Linked DNA regions of Mus musculus: regions 1 and 2 are each linked to region 3. A link is a contact called in public ChIA-PET and Hi-C data. All regions are on one chromosome and are shown on one strand. The core of a region is the stretch at or near the end of the contact, and the rest is flanking DNA. Distances in the headings are between cores, read along the strand shown.

The links. Hi-C and Micro-C count contacts between places; a contact is called where the count stands out from the background. ChIA-PET counts read pairs in DNA pulled down with a chosen protein or histone mark.
Region 1: a Hi-C map of CD8 T cells shows a contact between it and region 3, with 5 times the contacts expected there. The contact joins two enhancer-like sites. A contact is called at or near these places in 5 of 484 Hi-C or Micro-C datasets (CD4 T cells, CD8 T cells and memory CD8 T cells) and 2 of 115 datasets of contacts at active chromatin or transcription factors (memory CD8 T cells and thymic regulatory T cells).
Region 2: an RNA polymerase II ChIA-PET map of memory CD8 T cells shows a contact between it and region 3, with 7 read pairs. The contact joins two enhancer-like sites. A contact is called at or near these places in 1 of 484 Hi-C or Micro-C datasets (CD8 T cells) and 2 of 115 datasets of contacts at active chromatin or transcription factors (memory CD8 T cells and regulatory T cells).

What each region holds. Positions count from the first base shown.
Region 1 is chr19:53,805,559-53,810,226 of GRCm38.p6, reverse strand. The region is part of intron 1 of Rbm20 (RNA binding motif protein 20); the gene reads right to left. Among named protein-coding and RNA genes, the nearest start is that of Gm16299, 17 kb to the left of the region's middle. Within about 2 kb of position 2,871, at least 98 of the 459 cell types and tissues checked have an H3K27ac peak or open chromatin away from gene starts, as enhancers often do. A contact at or near this core is called in CD8 T cells and memory CD8 T cells, where this site is marked.
Region 2 is chr19:53,868,311-53,872,840 of GRCm38.p6, reverse strand. It overlaps Gm30990 (basic salivary proline-rich protein 2-like), which reads left to right. Exons shown (of 8, transcript XM_030251154.1): 7 at 688-844; 8 at 931-1,056. Among named protein-coding and RNA genes, the nearest start is that of Gm41863, 10 kb to the right of the region's middle. Within about 2 kb of position 2,585, at least 66 of the 459 cell types and tissues checked have an H3K27ac peak or open chromatin away from gene starts, as enhancers often do. A contact at or near this core is called in CD8 T cells, memory CD8 T cells and regulatory T cells, where this site is marked.
Region 3 is chr19:53,186,908-53,191,163 of GRCm38.p6, reverse strand. The region is part of intron 1 of Add3 (adducin 3 (gamma)); the gene reads right to left. Among named protein-coding and RNA genes, the nearest start is that of Gm52402, 20 kb to the left of the region's middle. Within about 2 kb of position 1,288, at least 34 of the 459 cell types and tissues checked have an H3K27ac peak or open chromatin away from gene starts, as enhancers often do. A contact at or near this core is called in CD8 T cells, memory CD8 T cells and regulatory T cells, where this site is marked.

The DNA of each region.
Region 1 (4,668 bases), core at 1,622-4,121, 620 kb before region 3:
AAAAACTCAGAGCTGATAAGCTGAGTGGGGGCGGGGAGGGCCACAGCAGGCAGAGAGGGTTGGAGAGGGTTGGGGTGAGAGAGAGACAAACAAGGGTGTGGGCACACCGCACCTCCCTCCCTGGAGCTCCTTTAAGGGAAGGGGGCTCATGCTTGGAGAAGGTAACTGGGTAGGACCATCTCCTCCAGTAAGGCTCCTGGGACCAGTGTGAGCTTTTTGGAACTTCAAAAGTCACACAGGTCAAGGGCCACGCAGGATAGGTCATTTTCATCTCAACTTTGTAGAGCAGGAACCTAGAGCTCTAACACTCACTGCCATTAAGTAAAGTGGATGAGCCTATAAGACTCGAACCCCAACCTGGCAGGTACAGTAGGAGCCTCGCAGCCCTCCTCCTCCCTCCGGCACATATCCTCCTGGGCTGCTGGCTTGTTTGGTTTGAAGTGAGATCCCAGAACATGAGGCACACCCACGCTCAAGAACAAGAACAAAACACACTGCCAAGTCAGATTTAAAAAAAACCAAGCCTTTGTTCTTTCCCTCTTGTGTGAGGAATCAAAAACTTTCTACAAGTTCCTGAAGAGAGATACCCAGGCAGCATGCAAGCTGCACTCTGAGGCGCGCCTGCTGCCTTTTAAGATATGGGGAAGGAGGAGGGATGGCCTTGTGCACTCTGGGGAGTTGCGCTGGGGGCATCTCAGCTTCATGAGCCCTTGTGTGGTATGGCACCATCATGGCTGTAACAGAGTGGGGAGGGGCTAACAAGAAAGGAGGGAGGGTCCCGACTGATGAATGATTATGCCTTGTGTACTGTCAGGTAGCAAAGCTTTAGAAGGCAAACCCAACAGGGCAGCTCCACCCCCAGGCTTGGCCACTACACAGATTGTCCTTACTGACAAGGTGTTAAGGAGGTGCCAATGTGTTTCTTATGACCAAAGGAGCACAAAGTTGGTTTTGTTTTCCCCAGAGAAGGCAGCTGTGTTTTTTAACCTTTGGTTCTGGGCTGGAGCAAGTCCTTGCTAGAGGTTTTCCTCCTGGGTGTTGAAAGGTTATCTAAAGAAGAGCCATCTCCCCAACAAGGAAAAGCAGCCATGCAGTGTGGCAGCGAGTCAGATGTGGATACGACTATAGAACCTCGCTGTTCATACCCAGCCCGTAACTAGACCCGAACCTCATTGTTCAGACCAGGCACACACGAAGATCAGAACCTCACCATTCAGACCTGGCACAACCAGACCCAGGAGCGGGTCCCCTTCTGTTTCTGCTTTAATCTTACAAATTCTTACTGTCCCCAGCTTTATTCAAACTTGCACAGAAGTGATTTCACACAAATCATCCACACAGAATATATCCCTTTTAAACCAAAATCTTAGGTGAGAAAAAAAAAGACTAACTGTTCTATCTAAGAAAATAAAAGTCGTAAAATACTTAGCCTGCAAGAGTTAATAACTTAGCCAGGCTTGGTGGTGATACACGCCTGTGATCCCAGAGCTGGAAAGATAGAGACAGGGGGATCAGATGACTCAAGGCTAGTGTTGAGTTTGAAGATAGACTGGGTATGATAAGACTTCTGTCTCAAAAGACAAAAGAAAAAAAAAGGAAGGAAACGAAGGAGAATGAGAGGGAGGGGGAGGAGGGAGGGAGGGGACAAGGGAGGGAGGGAGGGGACAAGGGAGGGGAGAAGGGAGGGAGGAAGGAGGCCACACAGTATTCTAGGAGCGTCTATTTCAAGGTTTACTGCTGTTTTAAGAGAGTCCCCAGAACACGAGGCACACCCACACTCCAATCCAAATACAAACACGTTCCACAGCCAAATGAAGATGACAATGTTAGGCTTTCTCATTTATGTAAAGACTCAAGCACACACACACCCCCTCCCCAAAGAAAGCGGTGTGTCTTGGAGAATCTTGCATTTCCCAGCAGCTTGGTGGCTGTGGCAACCGCCAGGAGCTAAGCAATGAAGACCTTAAATGGCTGTGGCTTCTCAGAGCCCGGCGGCGGCTGGGAGACGAATGCGCTTTATGTGAGTACAGTGCCTGAGTACTTCAAGATGGGGCTTCTAAGTCTACAGCCTCCCAGTGCCGTTGCACACCTGGGTATAGTCACTCACCGCCCAACCTCAGCGTGGGAGATTCAGTATGCTTCTCCCCAAGTCTAGGTTTAGTAACTGAATGGATAGAGGCTGGAGAGATGGTTCAGCACTAAGGAGCACTGGCTGTTCTTCCAGAGGACCAGCTCCCAGGTTCCCACATGGCAGCTACCAACTAACTGTAACTCCAGTTCCGGGGGGTGGGTGGGGGGGAGTTCAAGGCCACCTTCTGGCCTCCGTGAGTGCAGCACACATAGTGTACAGACATGCATGCACCTGTAAGTGTCCCCGTACGTGGTAAAGAGGACTTTACAGCAGTGATTCAATTAAGGATCTTGAGCTAAGAGAAGATCACCTTGACATTGCCGAGGTGAGCTCTGTGTGACCACAAGAACGATGAGGGGGAAAGTCAGAGAGATGGAAACACTCATCACAGAAAGGGAAGATGATGCGCTGATGTCTGTGCAAGTGGAGGAAGAGACTATGAGCCAAGACAGTACAGGAAGCCTCTAGAAATTCAAAACAGAAAGGGAAAGAATGTTCCTGAAGAGCCAGGGCAGAGGCAGAGGCATTCTTCCTAACAGTTCCACTACAGACCTACTGAGAGGGATCTTAGAATCTCACTCATCTATGATGCTACACACTATCAGATTTGTGGTGATTTGTTACAGTGGTAACAGGAAATGAATACAGTTTCCCCAAGACATCGATACTGAGGGTGAGTCTGTTTAGAGAGCTGAGGTGGGCCTGCATGTTGTGGGCAGGAAGTGATCTTGCTAGAAGTCTGGGTAGCACAGACACCCAAGAGCCTGGGAAGCTAAGGTTATATACGCCACAAAACAAGGTCACCAGAGGACTCTGCAAAGCCAGCTAGTTTTTTTCACTCACAGCAGTGGCAAACAGAAAAAACATAGAATTGCACGCTTTTAGGGTCCATTCAATCCCTTATTACAACACTGAAAAGTTAACTTGTCCTACGGCACACAGGTGGCTGCTGATGAAACCTCATGGAAACTTCTGGTCACCTCAGCTTCCCAGGCCTGGGAGGATTACCTATCCACCTCACCACCTCAGCTTCCCAGGCCTGGGAGGATTACCTATCCACCTCACCACCTCAGCTTCCCAGGCCTGGGAGGATTACCTATCCACCTCAGCTTCCCAGGCCTGGGAGGATTACCTATCCACCTCACCACCTCAGCTTCCCAGGCCTGGGAGGATTACCTATCCACCTCATCACCTCAGCTTCCCAGGCCTGGGAGGATTACCTATCCACCTCAGCTTCCCAGGCCTGGGAGGATTACCTATCCACCTCACCACCTCAGCTTCCCAGGCCTGGGAGGATTACCTATCCACCTCAGCTTCCCAGGCCTGGGATGATTACCTATCCACCTCATCACCTCAGCTTCCCAGGCCTGGGAGGATTACCTATCCACCTCAGCTTGAAAGGTTATGTTCACGCACACTGAGTTCACTGAGTACATTCCACATGCAACACTTGCAAGCCTCCCACCAAGAACCGGGGAAATTGAAGGATGTCCTTCCTTCCTGTCTGTCAATCCGTCCATCTGTCTTTGCGACAGTGTCTCTGTGCATTGTTCTGGCTGTCCTGATTCTCCAGAGGCAATGACCTCAAGAACGTCCCTGTCTAGAAAGCGCGTGGCTCAGGATTCAGTCCACATCTTCTTGCCTATACCAGGAACAGCTGCACTGTTTGCAGCCATCCCCAGCAGATTCGAGGCTGGGCAGTAGGGAAAACAACACAGTAGCGCACATGCTTTGGACCGGGAGTGGCAATGTCTGTCAGACGCCCTCCCCTGAGCCTGATCCCCTCACAGATGCAGCAGCTGACTGCACAGGCTCTGATTTACCAAGAAGCTTGGGAGGGCTCCAGTGCCCCCAGGCTGAGGTTATGTCTCTGAGCCATTAATTGCTACAAAGAATTTGCAGTGTATAATTAGCTTTAAAACTCTAGTAGTGTGCTTAGAGAAAAAAATTAAACCAGTGTTTCCCTGAAGAGTTTTCAAACTAAAGTATTAGAGAAAGACAAACTAATAACCCTTATTTTGTTGGGATGTAGAGATGTGGAAGAAAACCTGCCTTGAGAAAGGATGTGCAACCTATTGTTCCCGTCAGGAGAGTGTGCCTGTTGTCCCAACTAATTGTCCCAAGATGCGATGATACAGTAGCCTTTGGCCAGAAGAAATGGGTTGCATCTGGCCATCGAGACACATGCCCATAATTCTACTACCAAGAAGGTAGGTAGAAGGAGGTCATTAAAAGTTTGAGGCCAGCCTGATCTACATAGATTTTCTAGGTTAACCAGGGCTATAAACAGAGACCTGCAAGGGAGGCAAGGATTGGGATGATAAAAATCTTCATCCTGCTCTAAAAGTAAGACGTTAACGACACACACAGGACCCTGCTCTGTCTGACACAGTCTTTCAAAGGACCAGATATTCCTTCAGAACTTTAATCTTTTAGCCTGTGTCGACTGGCATCTGGTGTGAGCTATGCAAAGCTTCCAGATGTGGATACATAAAAGTGGAGAAAGATAAAGAAGAAATCAAAAGGGGGGGGGGGGG
Region 2 (4,530 bases), core at 1,336-3,835, 680 kb before region 3:
AACTAGCTAGACCAGTCCTCACGGTGTCTGGTTACTGGGCAGAGACTTGTTGTTCAGGATACTTGGGCTGTAGCTGGTCCCAGGGATGAATAAGGGGTCCACTTAGTCCTTCTTGTAGAAAGAAGTCAATGATCCTGGTCCTGTGGCAAAGAAAATATAAAACCAAGACCTGGGTTCCAGGGTAGTGGCTCCCAAGGAAACCTGCCCAAGGAGGCATTTTGGGTGCTGCTGATAGCTAACCCCTCATCAGATTGGGAAGATGAGAACAAACGATTATGACATTATGACACAGTCTGAGGAGGGAAGCAGCCACCACATCCTATTGGGATGAACTGTCTCAGATTTACTCCAATACCATAGGCAAGGGCAAGGCACATGGGTAGTGGAGGTGGCAGTAGATGACATTTTCCAGCTTCATGACGAGTTTGCTCTCAAGGGTCCTGACCCCTAGAGAACTGGGGCAGGCCCAGATGGAACGTCATTCTCCTGGGCTTGAGGGCAAACCAAGGGGTCCCTGCGGTACTCTCTGAGCCTCACCTTCTCAGACGCATGGGGAATCACATCTCACCTCAGGGAGTCCTTACTGTCCAGTAGGCAGCAGGTCATCCTTTTTGCCAGGACCCCAGGAGCAATTGCTGGAGAACGTTTTTTCCCCCCAGAATTCAGATATGCACGCTCTTCACACAGGTTCTCTGATGTCTGGCATGGCCAGACACAAGAGCCACATGAAAGGACGATGGCAGCCTCTTCCACATCTGGTGGACATTGGTCCCAGAAGTTCGGCCAATCAACAGGAGACATTTCAAGAATTTGAGAACAGAACAAGGAAGTTCTCTGACTCTAGGTAAAGGGGTGATTCTCAGGTGGATGGGAGGTGTGAGTCTCTGGACACAGGGATGTCAGGTTGACAATAAGACTTCCTTAACACAGAGGAAAATGCATCCTAACAACATCTCCAGAGAGTGTCCAAGGAATACAACAACCTCCCCCTCACGGAGATTCCAACAAGAGAGAGCGGCTAGACCACACTTCCTCCTTTGAAGCTCACAGTCACAGGTCAGTCACCTGTTGCAGATCACACCCTTGTAGCCTCTAACCTTCTTCGGTTATCATGTAACAGTTCTCAGTTGGTTTAATCTGGTCTCATCTGACTTTTATTGTGCCTCTTGTCAACTTGTAGGAAAGGGGTTAGCAGGCAAACAGTTTCACCGCAGAAGAGGAGGCAAACGGCTCAAGTGCCGGCTGCTGCTCTGAGGCCAGGGAAACCACCTTTTGGTTTGAAGTCCCTAAAGCTAAGAGAGCAGAAAGCAAGTGCTTTTCTTTCCAGCCTAGCCTGCTTGGAGCAGGAGGAAGCTGAATAGCCCCAGGGACTCCCTTCATCTAGTCCCCCTTGTCCCCACAAGACACAGGCCCCAGGTAAGATCTTCAGAGTGGAGAACAGAAAGAAATTGGTTTTCCCCTCCCTCCTCCTTCCTTTTCTTCTTCTTTCTCCTCTGTGTGGGGTCTTTCCTTGATCTTTCTAGGAAGGGGGGGTATGGAGCCATTGCTGTCTAGAGTTCAGTAATGAGAAGACTTGCACAACAGCTGAGCTGAGCAGTGCCGTGCTTGGTTCACCCAGAGCCCCTGGCCTCTGGGAACAAAAGTTAGGTTTGAGGTGGGCAGAGGAGAAAGAGGCCAAGAGCACGCATGGTTTGAAGCCCAGTGTGATAGCATATGCCTATAGTGTCAGTACTCACTCACCAGACTCGGGCAGAAGGATCCTAAGTTCAAAACCAGCCTGGAATACGTAGTAAAAACTTACCTTGAAAGGAAAGGAAGGTAGGTGCACTGATAAGGGAGGGAGGGAGGAAGGAAGGAAGGAAGGAAAAGGGGAAAAAAGACATGAAATAAATGTTTGCTTAGGGTTTAGCTCCCCTGCCCACAGCTTGTCCAGCCCTTTTCAAATGACTTTGTCTCTCAGGGCCTCATTTTCCCTATTGAGGAAAATATCAGTACCCATGTTCCAGCACTGTGACAAAGCCAAGTGGACTTGGTCTCTGCAGAGTACACACAGGTGGCCTGCAGAGGGCCTCAAGAATCAGCAGGGCTAATGCTGGGTCCATTGGTTCCTGCAAAGCAAGAAAGAATGGACTCAGGAGCCTCAGGGCTCCTGCTGACACGACATGGCCTTGGCCATGCTCAAGTCCCCCTTCCTGCAGTCTCCCCAGAGGGACCATCTCCAGGGGCTACGGAGTGGACACTCACACCCACTAACAGAAAGAAAACCCAGAGAAGAAAGAGTTCAGAGGGGATGGGAAGGGATAATGGGAACTAGCTATAATAATCAAAATACATAATATGCATGTTTAAAATTTTAAGTTTATAAAGAGTCTGAAGACAATGCCCAGTAACTCTGAGTCCCATTAGACAAATCCTGCCTCCAGAATTACTCTCCTGACCTCCACCACACCAGCTCACACCAGCTCCATCTACCAGAGCCAGGCTTGTCCCTGTCTCACTTTCTAGACCACAGCCCTCTGTACTCCTCTGAATGGTCTCCATTCAGTCTCTCCTGCATGTGTACCTAGTATAATAAAAGTCCCTTCTATTCTAGGAACTGGTGGGGAAGTCCCTAGTTGTCATAGAAGGTAGCTTCCACCATCTGAATTCCCTGGAGGCTTGCTAATATACAAATGCCCAGGCTTCACCTTGGCTGATTGAATCTGTCATTCTGGCAAGCTATTCAGATTTAGACCAAGGATCTGTCTTCACTGAGTTGCTGACTGTCAATGTCCAGAAAGAGGCAGCCTTGAAAAATTCCCTGGATAATTTAATAGCACCCTGTGTGGCCCAGTAGTACTATTCATACTGAACTCTAAGAAACTGAGTCGCTGAAGGCAAGTCACTTCCTCTTTCTGTACCTGCCCCTGTCTTTTCTATCTCCCCTGCAAAACGAAAGAGCACACTGGGCACAGGAACATGAGGTTGGAGAAGACTGAGGTAGGGACTGAGCTCAGGAACTCCAAGCCAGGCTGGGAAACACAGCAAGAACCTGACTCAAAAGTCCAGTCGATAAACAAAGTAGGAAGGAAGGATCAAGACTTGGGGGTTTTTTGAGGCCATCCTACTCTTAAATGCTTGGGGCTCTGAGAGCATCATGGTAGAAAAAGAAATTGAGAGCTCTTAGAGGTATGCCTAGACATTCCACCACGGCCCATGTAGACAGCTGACAGTCAGCTGTTGATGCTCTAAGGGCACAGAGCAGAGACCAACAACATCAGCATTGTGAGTCTCCTCCTCCCACCTCTGGTGTTGAGGACCAAACCCAGGGCCCTGCACTTGTTAGGCAAGCACTCTGCCACTGACCTAAATCCCCAATTCCCTGACTAATGCACTGTAAAGAGCAACCCCAGTCTGTACATCATGGAAGCCAGTCAGGAAAGGTATGGGTACAATGTGGGATCTGAATGTAAGGGGATTGGCCTGGAACCAGTCTTTAGGGACATCAGAGAGCAGGTGAGACTGCATAAGCATGGGGAAGTTCAGGGTAGGTCTATATCAGAGTGTCTACACTGCATAGCCCTGGGACCTGGGCAAATGGGCTATGTTCTCCAGAGGTGTGCACAGCCAGCAATACTTCGGGATTGAACACCTGACACTGGAGTACCTCAGGCATCCTGAGCCCTGACCAAAGGCAGAAATGCATAGAAGGAATTCTGGTCCACTCTTGACTTTGGTAAGTTAGAACACAGACAGTAGCTACAAGGAAGGATGTTTTCCAGCCCTGTTGGGGATTAGAGGCCTGGGCCCCACCCCTGGCTGGCCATAATGAGACTGGGGTGGGGATGGGGGTGGGGCCATAACAGCCCCAACAGGAACATTTGTTAGATCTGTAATCTGCTACAGTAATTGCAGGTGGCCCCACTCTGCCCTCTGCATCCAGGCTGCCCATCCCATCCTGACTGACTTAAAGAGTACTGCTAACAAAAAAGAAGGGCATAGAGAAGGTTCTAGGCCATTGGAAGCTCTAGCCAAGAGGCCCAGGAGATTCGCATAGCTTCACTTGAACAAGCTGGTGAACAGTGGAAGGTTGTGACATAAAGCAAAGATTGGTTGCCTGCAGCACACCAGATGTTCTTCCCAGCAAACTCCCCCTACCCTGGAGGTCATCCATAGCATCACTTCCTTCTGAGCTCAAGGAAATGGACCCAGCCAAGGAGCTGACAGAGGTGACTACAGCAAAGGTAGGCCTCTGCTAGGGACAGTGTCCACAGTCGCACTGACCACCAGATCTTTGTTGTCCACCATCAAAGATGGCCTGACCCTGCTTCAAGACAGATGGTTCAGCCACTAGAAGATTGGGGAACACTGGGTGATAACACTATAGGTTTGTGAAAAGCTCCAGGCTTCCAGAAGGATCATCGTAGACCCGTTAGGCCACGGAAAGCCTGATTCTTTCTGGCTTCCTAGCCAGAGACCTAAGTGGAGGCTGGTTTGTAGTCTCTGCTCAAACCGTTGGAAGATCTGAAGGCGTTGGAGATGGTGGTGTTG
Region 3 (4,256 bases), core at 39-2,538:
GACAAAAGTTCAAAAGAAAAGAAGCCTATGCCCTCTCTCTGCCCTTCAACTCTCACTTTATCTTAAAGGTTTGTCATTTAAATCTTGTAACATACCATTGCTATATTATATTTTCATGTATAAAATAAATTAATTTTCAGTAGATAAAATGGCTATGACTAGTTATTATGAAAGTTAAAAGAAAAAGAGGCATAAAAACTAAAATATATTTTAGTTTTATTGTTGTTTTTGCTTTTTTTTGTTTTGTTTGTTTTAATGAAATGAGAACCCTGCTCTCTGACTGAATCTTAATCAAGGGCACTCACCTTTCTGTTGTTTACCACTCCAGGTCAGCTCGTAAGAGTTCAGGTATGCCCAACCCGGTACCCTCTCAAACATAATATACATGGGGCATTCATTCTGCCCCTGCAACCTGACCAGGGTCTGGTACCAGAACTCAAGCCAGCGTAATAAAGACATTGCCTCAACTCAAGTCCTGAAGCCTGGAGCTTTGTTTGTTAAATGAATGCACTTTAAATATGTGGTAGACTGAAAATAGAATACACTATCAAAAATAGGCCTTTTTCCTTCCCAGTAAATGTCATCTAATTGAAAACATACAGGGAGAAAGAGAATTATCTTTGCTCATGTGACATTACCTCTAGAAGTATGGTATAACCATTAGCGAAAACCTTTGTCTGGCAAGATCCAGCTCTGTGGGACGCTCAGCCTAGCTTACAATACCCAGGGGAAGGAACTCCCCCACCTACAAGATGGCTAAGGAGAGCTGGATCTGCGTAAGCTGCTTATCAGACTAAACTGTGACAGGCTATGGGCTGGCCTAACAGTAACAAGACTCTTCATGAAGGCCTTTGATAGGAAATCTAGAAATGTGTTTCCAGTAATTAGCTTACTATAATTTTTAATTTTATATCTATTACTTTGTTTTTATGTGTATGTGTTTGTATGTGTGTATGTACACATGTGTGCAGGTGCCTGTGGAGGACAGGTTTCTAAATCTCCTGAGCTGGAGTTACGAATGGTTGCCGTCAGCAGACTGGAACAGCCCAATCTGGTTGCTGGGAACCAAACTGAGGTCTTCTGGAAGAGCAGGACATGCTCTTAACTGTTGAGCCATATTCTAATTATATCTTTGCTATTTCATTGTAAAAACTAACTAAGGTGGAACACTCAGCGAGAAGGCCAGGTGCCAGCAGAAGATGAGACGTCAGAAGACAGCAGGGTGTAGTGACAGGCCTGGCACAGAAATGAGAACACAGGATGCCATCAGAGGAGTGCCACCAAAACAAGGGAGACTGTTGTGTGCCTCACATACAACCCTACAGCAGAGACTGGAACCAGAGAGGTTAAGCAAGCAGGGCTGTGCCACCAGTGGAATTGGATAAAAAAATCAGGCTGTGGGTAGGTGAGAGGTTTCTGCGGTGGAGGGCTTGGTATCCAGCCTCATGACTTGGGTTTGATTCCTAGGGCCCCAGGGCAGAAGGAGAGAACCAACTTCTACAAGTTACTCTCTGATCTTTGAAACCACCCCATAAAACCTGTAGTAGTAGTAGTAGTAATAGTAATAATAATAATAATAATATGGTAATAATAAATCATAGGCCATTTTTACAATAGGCCTATTTTATATTTAGACTCTTGATTAAAGAAAGCTCAGTTTGGGGGACAAACTGTACAAGAGACTTAGCTAAGGGAGTAAAATTCAAAAGGTACCCCAAGCCAACGTCTGATAGCGGTGAGCTCCAGGCAGGGGTCAGCTTCACAGAGCCGTCTTCGGTCAGTGGCTCCAGTCAGAGATGCTTCTGAACGGTGGGGGTGGGGGTGGGCGTGGGGGTGGGGGTGGGGGTGGGCGTGGGGGTGGGGGTGGGCTCAGGAGAAGCTTTGACTTTTCTCAGGGTTTCTGCTTCTCAAGAGGGGCCATACCACAAGGCAACCCTTGGTAACTTAGAAGACAAGTTACCCCTCTGAGCTTGTGAGTTAAAACTCCTGTCTGATAAAACCTCTGCTACATCCTCTAATTTCCCATCTGGGGAAGACAAAGGTTTTACTTACTCATCCTGTGAAGATGGGTTGCAAAGGACAGCAGCCACTCTACAGTGAGAAGCCTCAAGCTTCACCGCCCTCTGCTCACGTCCAGCATGGCACTCCTTACGTCTATTCACGCCTCTCCACTCACTGGCATATCTGATGCTGAGCAACTTGAAGGCAGGGCCACTTAGCACAAATACTCTGGATGCTACTGATGCCCTTTGCTTCTGTAATGCTCTGGTAGACTACTAATTGTTAAAAGAGAGAATCCAGGATTCAAAAGTAGGCAGGACATAATGACATGAACACCTTTAGTCAAGCACTTAGGAGGAAGAGGTAGGTTGATTCTGTGAGTTAGACAGCCTGGTCTATGTAGCACGTTTCAGGTCAGCCAGAGCTACACAATAAAATCCTGTCTCAAGACAAAACAAACACAAACCACTCAGAGGCTTTAAAATGTAGCAATTCTAAAAGAGGAAGTTAAGGATGAATGAAAGATGATCAATGTTTAAAATAGGCCATTTTTTCTGGACCATAACAAAACAAGCCTACCAAGGTAGACAGCAATATTTTGCAAATTATTAATTGTAGAGATTAGCTGTCATCCCCATTTTCAGACAAAAGTTAGACTAGTAAGATTGTACTATATCGCCAAGGTTGCCAAACCTGAGGTGCAACAACAAAGCAGGTTTTGGCTCTTTGAAAGCAATGACGACAAAGACTACAGAGGAAAAGAAGACAGGCCCGGCTGGAGAGAGAGCTCAGTAAGTAAGCTGCTAAGCTCTCCTCCAGCAGCAGCCTCAAGTTCAGGTCCATACCCATGCTACACGTACCTGGAAGTCCAGCTCCAAAGAGCCCAAGGCCCTCTTCTGGCCTCTGTATGCGCGCAAGCACACATTTTTTTTTTTAAGACAAAAAATAAAAGAGAAGAGCAAATAAATTATATACTGTTAAAAAATACCCCAAGATCATAGGTCTAGCGGCTTATTAACTTGTGAGGCTGAGTTGAAGTGTTTTTAAGTTCCAGTATTAAGAGACTTGCATGGCACGTACAAAGTCCTACATTAATTCCTACTGCACAAAATAAGTAAATTTATGAATAAAGTAAACAATAAGAATACAGAGTCTGGGATGTAGCTTAGTGAGAGAGTACTGGTCCAGGCTTTCTCAGGTTCAGAGTGGGATTCACTATCATTTTTGAGCTGGAGGGTCTCACCCTGTAGTCCTGGCTGATGTCCAAGTCTCTATGGGACCCAGACTGCAATGACTTCTTTATCCTTCTGCTTAAGTCTCCCAGGTGATGAGATAACAGACAAAACAGAACCACAAAAACAATTGCACCCGGCCGGCCGTGAACAGAGACCTGCCCCGCGCCTTTCTGTGGGACTCTAGTCAACCTTCTGTGAGGCACACTGCTAAAGTTCCAATACTGACAAGTCACCAAGCAGCGCCCTCCTTCCGATGCTGTCCTCAGGTGCTGATCTGTGCTCTTCTCCAGAGGACAGAGAGAGCTTAGACACTTTCTCACACCTCCACCCCCATTCTGCAGCCCATGCATAATTCTGTCTTCAGCTAAAAATATCCTGAGGTGTTTTCTCATTCTATAGCTGGTAGGTTTGTCAGCTACTGGGCAAACTGGCAGCATGAGAGGAAAAGAAATCAAAACAAAAATGTTTTATAAACATAGCTCTGATGTGAGTTTTGCCCCTGGGTATTACTAAAGTATCAACTTGCTCTATGGTAAATCTACATTTACTTACCAAGCACTCACTTTGACAAGATGTTTAACACTTATGTGTAAAGTCCAACTTGCTAAATCAATTCACCAATAAGATATTGTTTCTACATTCTGCTTGAATTCATTTATTCTGCTAACAACAATTTATTGCACACCTACTATGCACCACAGTCTCATGGCAGAGACTGCAACAAAAACAAAAACAAAACAAAACAAAACAAAACAAAACAGAGTGTTCTTGACCCTAAAATATTATCAACTTAGTAGTGTATAGGAGGAGAGGGTAACTTCTGAGACAGCAGTAATCGTGTATTGTTGTGGTACCAAGCATGGATCAGAGATTCAGAGAAAAGACCCAGCGGGAAAGGTTCCGGGGTCCTATCGAGGGGGAGGGAAAAGACACGCAAAGACAACATACTTCTTAAAGTTGTATCTTATACATACCATTACTTTACACTAAAACATGTGCTACTGCAATCGGTGCTAAAGA